Linked DNA regions of Gossypium hirsutum: region 2 is linked to region 1. Evidence: chromatin contacts called from public Hi-C data. All regions are on one chromosome and are shown on one strand. The core of a region is the stretch at or near the end of the contact, and the rest is flanking DNA. Distances in the headings are between cores, read along the strand shown.

Evidence for each region. Hi-C and Micro-C count contacts between places; a contact is called where the count stands out from the background.
Region 2: a Hi-C map of leaf shows a contact between it and region 1, with 2.5 times the contacts expected there. The contact joins the enhancer-like site here to the promoter of LOC107920435 in region 1. A contact is called at or near these places in 15 of 34 Hi-C or Micro-C datasets (anther, callus, hypocotyl and 2 more).

What each region holds. Positions count from the first base shown.
Region 1 is chrD13:53,443,933-53,449,387 of Gossypium_hirsutum_v2.1, forward strand. LOC107920435 (E3 ubiquitin-protein ligase DA2L) reads right to left here and starts at 3,029. Exons shown (of 10, transcript XM_016850164.2): 1 at 2,795-3,029; 2 at 2,536-2,594; 3 at 1,886-2,385; 4 at 1,618-1,669; 5 at 1,494-1,539; 6 at 1,314-1,395; 7 at 1,061-1,205; 8 at 863-953. The coding sequence starts at 2,077.
Region 2 is chrD13:53,511,001-53,516,455 of Gossypium_hirsutum_v2.1, forward strand. No RefSeq gene overlaps it. Among protein-coding and RNA genes, the nearest start is that of LOC107919227, 36 kb to the right of the region's middle. Within about 2 kb of position 2,686, at least 3 of the 9 cell types and tissues checked have an H3K27ac peak or open chromatin away from gene starts, as enhancers often do. A contact at or near this core is called in hypocotyl and leaf, where this site is marked.

The DNA of each region.
Region 1 (5,455 bases), core at 1,779-4,278:
ATTTTTTTAATTTTGGCATAACCCTTTCATAGAAAACAGGATTGTAATTAAACCAACTTCAAATGGTTGGCATCATCTTTACACCAACAGAAACTTTAGGAGCATCTTCTGAACTTACTTTCTGGCTTTTCCCTTCTCATTCAAAAACAAAGGAAGCAGACGTTCACTGTCATGTACCCTAATTTTTGTATATAACAGAACTTCCAGTAACCAGGGAGGATTTACATCATTCTTTGTACAACTCAAGAACATACAGTGCATCCACTGACCACTTAGCTATCTAAGATAGATTATCAGCTTTTCCTCTCCCCACAAAAAGTGCAACAGAAAAAATAAACAAATTAGTCATTTCCCTGTATGTAGAGCTAAATATATGGAACATCTTGTGCCACTGAACACTAATTAAAATGAGTTAGTAGTCACAGTAAATTAAGGTCTGTTTTTATAGTTTTCTTCCATATCCTCTTTGAACTTTGCCCATTCACAAGATCATCTTCCATTAAATCAGATGTTTCCCTGAAGGAATTTGTAGGTCACCTCTTTACATGTTGTAGTCACATTCCATCCCCCTCAATCTAATCTCTTACGCGTGTCCCCCATTGCTTTAGATACTCATCCATTATCTCATTTTCCATGTACCTAACAGATCTAACGAAATAAATCTGATCCCAAAAACACTAGTGAATGGTGAAATAAATCTCACCTCACAAAAGTTGAAAGGAAACACATTGACCAGTCTTACAACATGAGTTCTGTGATCGCAATACAAACTAGCAACCGTGATCCATGCACTTTTCCCCATCTTAACATATAAACAGTAAATCCTATGCATGGACACAAAGTTACCTAAAAGTTTGCCTACCTGTTAACCCTAGGATGTGACCGTTGTCCAATCATCGAGGCAGCCTGTGAATCTTGAGAAGAAAATATTTCCTCCTCCCCGGGGGATCTATCTGCAAATAACGAGAAAAAGGAAGGAATAAAATTTCAAGACAGAACAATGTCAAAGGAAGTGAAGAACGAATATACAAGAAAAACCAGAATAACAATAAATTGACACCTGCAATTGAGTTGTACTGAACTTCTCCTGGTGCAACTGCAGTGCTTGAAGAACTCAAGTCTTGTCTTTTCAGCATTCTCTCTTCGTCATCCTGAAGTTCCTGCTGCCTCATTCTAATTTGGGCTTCTATGACACGCTGTTCTTCCTGCAAAATTTAAATAGCAAAACCCAATATTAAACTCATTTTGTATCCAGCGATTATCATAGGAATTACACCATCTCTTTTTTGCTTTGGAAAGAGGTGTGAACTTACAATTTGCTCTATCCCTTTTTCCTCTTTTGTTTTCACACCTCGATACTCGACAGCATAATTTGAGGTTTTGCAGAAAGGACACCTCAGAACGTCAAGGAATGTAAACATTGGGGTACAAGTATACACACAACTAATCAATTTGAAAATTTCTACAGTCAATTTCATTGATGTGAAGGATACTGGGTAGGACGGGTTGAATTAGGATTCTTCATCTGCAGAAAACACTCTGGTACAAATAAGATGTGTCAACATTTCATGTAACTAGCAATATCAGTATCATTCAGAAAATCCAAAGATAGTTTACCTGTACAGATACTTTTCATACAACATCTTGATCTGTTGAGACTTGGATAATACTAAAATACAAAAGGAAAAAAGAAAATCATATTCATATTCAACTGCAACTAATTTTAAAAGCTAACCACACATGAATTAACATTCAATAAAAATCAGTAAACAAGGGCACATTCTAAGCAGTGACTGACAAAGCAAAAGGATAAAAAGAACATGATATTTGCAATTGGATAGCAATTAGCAAGCATAAGAAGAAAGCCAATGAGATAAATACAAACCAAAAAGCAAATTGGGCATTCTTCAAGATCTGAACAGCACTCTTCATCACCAGGATAGCAAGGAGCAAGCTTTGATTCAAGTATCAGCTTTCTTAGTTTCTTAATATCCACATCTTTATGAACATACAACCCTTGTGGGCGTGTATACTTCTCATCGACCACTTGCCTCCGCCTTCCCAACTTATTACCCATCAAAAAGAATATCCCAAAACTGTATCACCTAACTGTTCTCTTTCCTTCTTCTTCTTCCTCTCCTTCGACCCAATATTTGATTATTTTTCAAATTCTTCAAGACAAAAACCAATCAAAATAACTGCAAATTTGGTTTTTGGTAAATTGGTTTACTAAAAATTACCAACATATTATGAACAAATAATCACGTAGAATCTACAACCATAATTCGTAGTTTTACAACATAATCAAACACACACACTACATTAAAACTGAATTCTAATCCAAACAAACAATAGTTCATTATCTAAAATCATGCCCCATGAGTCCTGCAAGTGCAATAAAAAAAAACTTGAAATTAAACATATAAATATATATATATTAATAGTTAAACAATGCTTCAAAATGTAATATAGAAACCAAAATTTGATTAAAAAGAAAACGCTAAGTTCTGAATTACAAAAAGAAATTTAACTTACCAAGTCCAACTTTCACAGCTGAATTGGCCAGTGTAATCCTTCCCGAAACATGGCCATACCTATAATTAAACCAAAGAAAGAAAAACATTAAGACTAAAAAGAACAAAGTAAAATGATTGCAAAAACAGATTCATTTACAAGGAAAAATACAAATTCGAACCAAAAGACAGCTTTTGAACAGAAGAAAATCGAAGCAAACGAAAAGAAAAAACAGAACTTTACTAAATTATGGGCAAATTGAGAGAAGAAAGAAACTGACCTTGAAACGTGAAAGGGAATTGGCGGAAGCGAATTTAGGGGCTTAAAAGAAAGAAAGGGAAAGAAAGGGAAAGACTTTGGCAAGGAGAATGGAAACACAATCTCAACTTTCTCTCAGAAAAAGAAAGAAAGAAAGAATTTTTATTTTTATTTCTTGTTGTAAATTGTTTATATTATCATTTTTTTGTCATAAATAAAAATGCGCATACACGTATTTGTTCTTTTTTCTTATTCATGTTTTGGTTTCTTTCGGCGTTTGGATGTAGACTCTTAGATATAAAGACAAACAAAATACGAGAAAATGTTATTATTTTTATTTTACAAAAAGAAAAAAATACTTTTAAACTACTTTTCTAAAAAATGCATACAAATTACATTTTTTTATAAAAAAAAATTGAAAGGAACGAAGGGATAATTGTAATTAATTAATCTATTTTTTTATTAATTCACTAAATCATCCAAGTTTTTGTTAATTATATGAAAACGAATAAATATATTGAATATTCTATCGGAATTTTATGTAATGAATGAGATTTTTTAATTTAATTTTATTATAATGTGTGACATGGGATTGATTTGCATATTTTATGGTTAATTATTTACTTATTTATTTGAAAGGTAAATTTATTAATTCATTAATGAATGAAATTATACAATTCAGAGAAAAAAATAGTAAACATTCGTCATCTACTGAAAGATAATATTTAAATTATTATGGCACGTTAACAATTGGTTTTGACAATTGATTTTGTTACAACTCATGCACAATATATCTGAAGTAATTATAAACACTTAATACAATAAGGAAATCAGCTCCGGATGGTCCAAAGCAGGGAGCAAAAATCGATAAAAGAATCGAGCATTCACTAAACTAAAAAGGACAACAACATGATCATCTCTAAAATCTACACATATAAACAAGATAAAAAAAAGTGTTATAAGAGGATTATTTATTTTTTAAAAAACTACTTATTAGTGATTAATTTGGAAGAAAAATGTAATTAAATTTGAAAAAGAAAAAAAAAAGAAGGAAAGGGATAATTAAGTTCGAGAATTAAAGAAGGAAAGGGTGGAGTAGTAGAGGAGGAAAGAATCAAATCAACACCTCCCCTCTTACCCGCGCGTCTTTTTCAATCGCCTTCTTCCTTCTTCATCTTTTGTATTATATGTTTTCATTTTTTTAATTATTTTATATTTTTCCTTTTGTACTATATCTAATTTTTTATATTATAAAAAAAGAATTAACTACTAATTTTAAAGAGTGCTTTTAAGTCATTAATTATAAAATAAAGTTTGATATTGGTTGAGAGTTTTTGTTTAGTACATTTCTAATAAAAAAAATTCACAAACATTTGTTAAGTTATATTTAAAAATCTAATAAATAAATAAATCAAAATAATATTTAATTTTATTAAATTGATCTCTAAATATTTAATTTAACTTATTTTTAAATATTTTAAATGGTATGGATCTTATTTTCCAAGTAATTTATTTATTAGTTAAAAATGGATGATAATTTATTAATAAAAGGATGTAAAATTAATTGTACGCTGGACGGACAAAAGTGGGTAACTAATCTTTCCCAAAAGCAAGAAGGGATGGCCCATTAAAAATGAATGGATGATTTTGTTTGTCCACATCTGCCAGACTGTGGACCATAATTTAACTTCCTTTTAATTGGTTGACCAAAATTCTTAAATCTTCATTATCATTCACTCACGTCAATTTCTTTATCCATTTATGCATTTTATTCCATTAAATCTGGGTTTAGTTTAATGATTTGTTTGAGTTTCAAATCGCGTAAACCACATTTAGTTTTTTTTAAAAAAATTTATTAGGGTAAATTACACCAGTTACTAAATTATAAGTAAATTGTTGTTTTGGTTATTAAATTATTTGAAAATTTTCATTTAAGTCATTGAAGTATTGAAAAGTTAGCTTCTAACCAATACCTATTGAAGAGTAGGAGAACATACCTTAGACACAAATCAATATGATGATGAGTGTGGAAGATCGAAAAAAAAATTATTTGACTTTTGGTTCACAAATTTGTAATGTCCAAAATTGTTTTATAAAAAGAAAACTAAAATGTAGAAGAGAAAGGGAAAGATAGTTTTTGATTGGTGCATGTATTAATGCTAACAACCCAATGATTTAAATGAAAATTTTTTAATAGTTCAGTGATCAAAACAAAGGCTTACCCATAGTTTAGTGACTAATGGTGTAGTTTACCCATTTTACTATGTTTAAGTCTCATCATGTATGAACTTTATTCGGATATATTTTGATTATTAGTCAGATCATGTTTTGAAACGGTTGATGCTTACTATAGTTATTCAAATATGTAATATTTATAATTGCAATTGTAATTATATATACATTTCTCCAAAGATGGTTGCATATGAGTTTGGACTCCAAAAGCATATGTCCAAGTTAATGATTCTATGTATGTGATCGTTGAACCTAATCGTTCATAACACTAATTATTTTTAGTTTGTATGGTTTGACATTAATAAATAAGTTGTGGTTGGAGGAATATGAAGTTTAATATTTAGATATAAGAAACTGTTGAATAGGGCTGGTATGCATTTGGTTCACCCAATTGGTTATGGATGGTGGAACCATAACTCTTATGGCTAATCTCTTTGCTAAATTATGTAAC
Region 2 (5,455 bases), core at 1,436-3,935, 67 kb after region 1:
TGGAACACAAAGCTTGTCCCAAGATGACCAAAAAGGGTATAATGAAATTACATTTTCATTAATCGATGGCGATGAAGGTTATAATCCTTCTTTTGTTTGGAACACAAAGCTTGTCCCAAGATGACCAATGTAATTTCTTACGATCATCGCCCCTAGAGCCCCACCAATACGAGTTAATCATTTTTGGCAAGGTGTCACAAGTATAGAGAGGGATCATGAAGATACGCATGCAAAAAATGGGTAAAACCTATGCAACCGTCTTAATAACAACTTCCTTTAATAGTTTCGACAAAAGACAGTTCTTCCAACTATTGATACGTTTGTTCAACCTGTCCCAAATAAAAAAAAAATGCTTCTTATTTCTCCCAATCAAAGAAAGAAGCTCGAGATATTTGTCGTGCTCTAAAGGAGTCGAAACACCGAACAACGAGTACACCACATTTCTATCATGAAGCTTCATGTTTGAACTGAACATAATCCTTGATTTCTAAAAATTAATAGCATCACCCAATGCTTCCTCGTAGTCAACAAAAAATTCTTTAACTGTAGAGCACTCAACCCCAGTCGCTTAGAAAAGAAATAAAAGTTGTCATCAGCAAAAAGCAAATGAGAAATCGAGGATCCTCCACGACACACAAAAATACCATGAAGGTCACCCCTTGCTTCTACCTTACAGAGTAAATACACAAGATAAAAGAGGTAAAGCAACAAAAGATCTCCTTGACACAAACCTCGATGTGGAGGAATAGGACCCACCTCATGGCTATTCAAATAGATGGAATAATTAACCATAGTGACACACATTATGATCCAATTCACCCAGCATAGAAAAACTCATTTTTTGCATAATAAATTGAAGAAAATTCCAATCGATACGGTCATACGCTTTGCTAACATCTAACTTCAAAGCAATCTCACCCAACTTACCGTGACCTTTATTATTCATAGAGTGGATAAGCTCAAAAGTGATCAAAATGTTATTAATGATCAGACGTCCTGGAACAAAAACATGTTGCATGGGAGAAATGATGGAAGGCAGAATTTTCTTATGACAGTTAGCAAGAACTTTTGCCACTATATTGTAGAGAATGTTACAAAGCGCAATAGGCCTCAAATCTTTTAAGCTATCTAGTTTATCCTTCTCGGGAATCAAAATACTCAAAGTTTGGTTAATCAAATCAAGAAAAGCACCATTATTCAACCACGAACAATATTGATTGAAAACATCAGTACCCAAAATAGACCAACACCGTTGAAAGAATCTCGAATTCATACCATCAGGACCAAGTGCTTTATTGGGGGTGCATACTCATAATTGCATCACGAAATTCCTCAATACAAAAGGGGCAACAAAAGACTCATTTTGACTACAAAAAATGCAAGCAGAGAAATCGGTAGTCGAAGAATGTGAGAAGAGATCAACAAAGAAAATATTGATATACACACATCCATATACTATCTTCTCTTTAGCTCAATTTAAATTTAATTAAATTATTTAAAAAGATAAATAATTAGACTAAATCGCAACGTGTTCTTCCCTCTTCTAATCCTCTCGCTTCTACCTTCTCCTTTGAAATTCTTAAAGTTCTCCATTGAAATAATTACACTAAAGTCTCCACTTGAAGATGATAGGATCAAAGGACCTGCTTAAAGAGAAAAAATGTTGTTCCTTGCTCACATGTAAATAATAACTGGTTCATGGAAAATACCATAGACTTAGAGTCCAGTTATTATTTTCCAATCTAATTATTTTTAGTCTCCTTTTTCAGTAAATAATAAACTGTTCATTTTTCTCCTTTTTGCTATTTAAGCAGCTCTTTGATCCTATAGTCTTCAAATGGAGACTTGTGCCTAATTGTTTCAATGTAGAATTTTGAATATAAATTCCTATTTAAGAATTTCAATAGAGAAGGCAAAAAGTATGAGAGATTTTTGCATAAACTTTCTAAACTTCTTATGAACGTGTAAAATGATTTAGGGGTGATCTTTTTTTTGTAGAATTTAATTTTTTCATTCGAGTGTTAGATAAAAATTAAACTCTTTTATTTATAATTTATCCAGTACTAATTTAATTAGAGATAAAAAAATATGATATCTTTATAAAAGAATTCCAAAAGATTTAATTTCTTGATTTATCACTTTATGTTTTTGGTATTATTCATGTCTATTTGATAAGTCATATTCGAGTTAATCTAAAATTTCTCCCCAACTTTCCATTAATAAACCAATAAACTTATTTGCATTTACTTTCACTATTTTTTCTTTAAAAAAACAATGCATCAATTGTAATCTTCTTCTAACATATATCACTTCAAAAGGCATCTAATTAATATTTCTTATTAATTGTTTTTTTAATGTCTTAAGCATATACTACTTATATAAATAATATAAAAAGTCAATTCTAGAAGCAGAAAAACTTTTTTATTTTTTATTTTTTGGAAAGTGAAACAGATATACTATTTTAAAGACACTAACTAACAGACCAAACTAGGATTTCCTTTTTCCCTTATAAAAATGGTATTATTAAATGTCATAATCAACTACCTTTGCATGAAACAAAGAAAGCACAAATTTTAGTAACTGTGAGTCACCCTCACTTCACTTGGTAAAATACTCGGTTATACCAAGCCAAAAACACGGCGATTTACACGTGTCCACAATCTGCCGTAAGATGTATGATTGGGCCCGACACGCATCAGGTGAAATATCTTGTCGGAAAATCTTTACGTGGCTATAGATTATGGGGGTTATAGTACCCTTCACGCCAACTTTTAAAAATGTTGAGACACACACAAGTTGGATTGATCCAAACATCTTCTAACTAAGGTTGTCTTTTTATTAATTTTGTTTGCATCAAAACGTGACAATCAAATCGGCATGCATGATTGGATGTTTGGGGTTAGCCAATAATAAATAAAAACGACCAATCATCTTCTACGATATAACCTATCAAACAAAACATCTTCGCATAATTTGAGATAAAGCAAAATTATGTGATAATAAAATTAGATTCAAAAAAAAAAACGAAAACATTGAAAACATTATGTGTTCAAATAGTAATGCACCTAATTATTTCATATAGTTTTTAAATTAATTAGTTTGGTCTAATATGATGCTTAAATTATAGTAAAAAAATTGATATATGTGACTTTAAAGAGGGTATTCTTTTTCATATTTTAATATCTCACATAAGTTAGTCGATGAGTTATAAAGGGTTAAAAATAATTTTTTTAAATATTTTTAAAATTTTTAGAGTTAGGAATAAATTGACAGATTTCATAAATGTTGATGAGCAAATTCATTTACTCTTTTAGAATTAGAACTAAAATGACAAATTTTGTAAACATTTAGGATTAAATTTAACGGAAGAACTAATTTGCACGTCTTGAAATGTAGAAAGGTTAATTTACCCATATTTTTAGTAGATGGGTTGAAATACGATCCACTCCTAAATACAGGGGCTTCCTTAATACTTTTACCCATAATTTTCTTGTTTTATTTTAAATCAAAACTATAAGCACTATAAAAGCTATCCCATTATATGGGATAGAATTAATTCAACATCGAAGATGGTTAGATATTTAGTGAAATCAGTGATCACTTTAAATATTTCAAGAGGGGCAATTATGGTAATGACCAAATTAGATATATATTTTTTATTTTTATTTTTATTTTAAAATTTGTTGGGACCAAAATGATCTCATGTAAAAAAATTATACGGGGTTTATTTAAAATATCATATTATTTTAGGGTCATTTCTTAATTTATTGCATGTATTTGTATAATTTATTATAATAAATTTATTAATTTACCGATGAATAGCGAGGGATCTACTAACTTAAAAAGACAATGAAAACAACTTTGATGGCTGTACTTTTGTGATTTAATTTTGAATTATGATTAAACTCTTCATGTGAGAATTTAAAAAAAAATGAAATTTAGTCCCCTACATTTATTTTTAAGAATTTAGTTTTTTTATATTTTAGATTTAATTATTAATATCATTAAAATTTTTCTGTTAAATGATTGAACTTACATTTTAACTCCGATAAATAGAAAAATTAAATTCCTAAAAATAAAAAATAGTGAGTTGGAAGATATATTTTTTTGGTGATTTACAAAAGCAAGGCAAAACCCGAACAATAAACGCGACTAACACAACTCAAAACTAGACCAAATCTAGGTCGATAAACACCCTTGATCACTAGGCCATCACATGGGGTTCTGGGTTGAAAGATATTATAATTTATAAAAAACCGATTAATTTATGTTGGTAAGAAGAGAGATAAATGAAATTTGAATTTACTGATATTTATATAATCAATTTTGAAATGATCATAGATTTCAAATTGGGTAGGAGACCAAGGAGCCATCCAATTTATAAAGAATAATATAGTAAGAATATAAAGTTGTAAGCACTTAAAAACAGATTATGGTTATAGAGTTTGAATACATTATCCTACATGATTAGGTATAAAACTAAATTGAAAGTGGGAATAGGAAGGATAGATTGGGTGATTGCGTCTAAAAGGAAGAAAAATGCAAAGACATGAGATGTGGTCATTGATTACGTAGGTTTCAAGTTATTAAAACTTGTACCATCTTTATCTTCTAATCCAATTAACGTACACAAAGGCATTAACGAATTAGTTAGTTAATTAATTAATATAACAAAACGTGTTGATTATTCAAAACCCAAAAGTTTGTAAGTCTGCAAAGTTGATTTCATTGTATAAATGTAAATGGTCATTAAGGTTAGGTATTGATTTACATTTAATCCATCTGAATGGATTATTAATAACAAAGCTGTATAAGGGGAGATAGAGTTTGTGGGAAATGCTGGATTGTACGGACCTAATATTCCCTCCACACTTTGGAGGGAATTAAAGGTAGGTACACCATTTCTATACTATTAATAAGTACATGATATGATGAATCTAAACATTTTAAAAAATAATGAATGTATTTTTACATAATATCTGCATAAATCAATTTAAAATTAAAATAAATCTAAAAAATTCCATGCATGGTAAAATTTGAGCCTAACACATATTAGTCTCTAAACCCTTAATTTTACCATTTCAACAAGAAACTTTATTGGTTTTTTACATAAAATTCTTCATCCATGTTATGGGTATGCTATAAACTAGTATTACAATTAATTATTTGATTTTAAAGTGGAAGCTAATAATTACTTAACAATGTCCTTTATTTCTTTAACTTTTGATCAATAAGTTATCGTAGCTATTCTAAATTGGTCCTTAAAATTTAAAACATTTTAATTTAGTTCTCAAAATATTAATATCAATCAGGTAAAAGAAGAAATGATAGAAGAACGAAGCACAAAGAGTTGCTAATGTAGTTCAAACTTAGGCTCAATTTAGCATTACTTAGAAATATTTTTAGGCCAAAAAACACTTTTTAGCAAAAGCTAAAATTTTCTATTTCTGCTTTT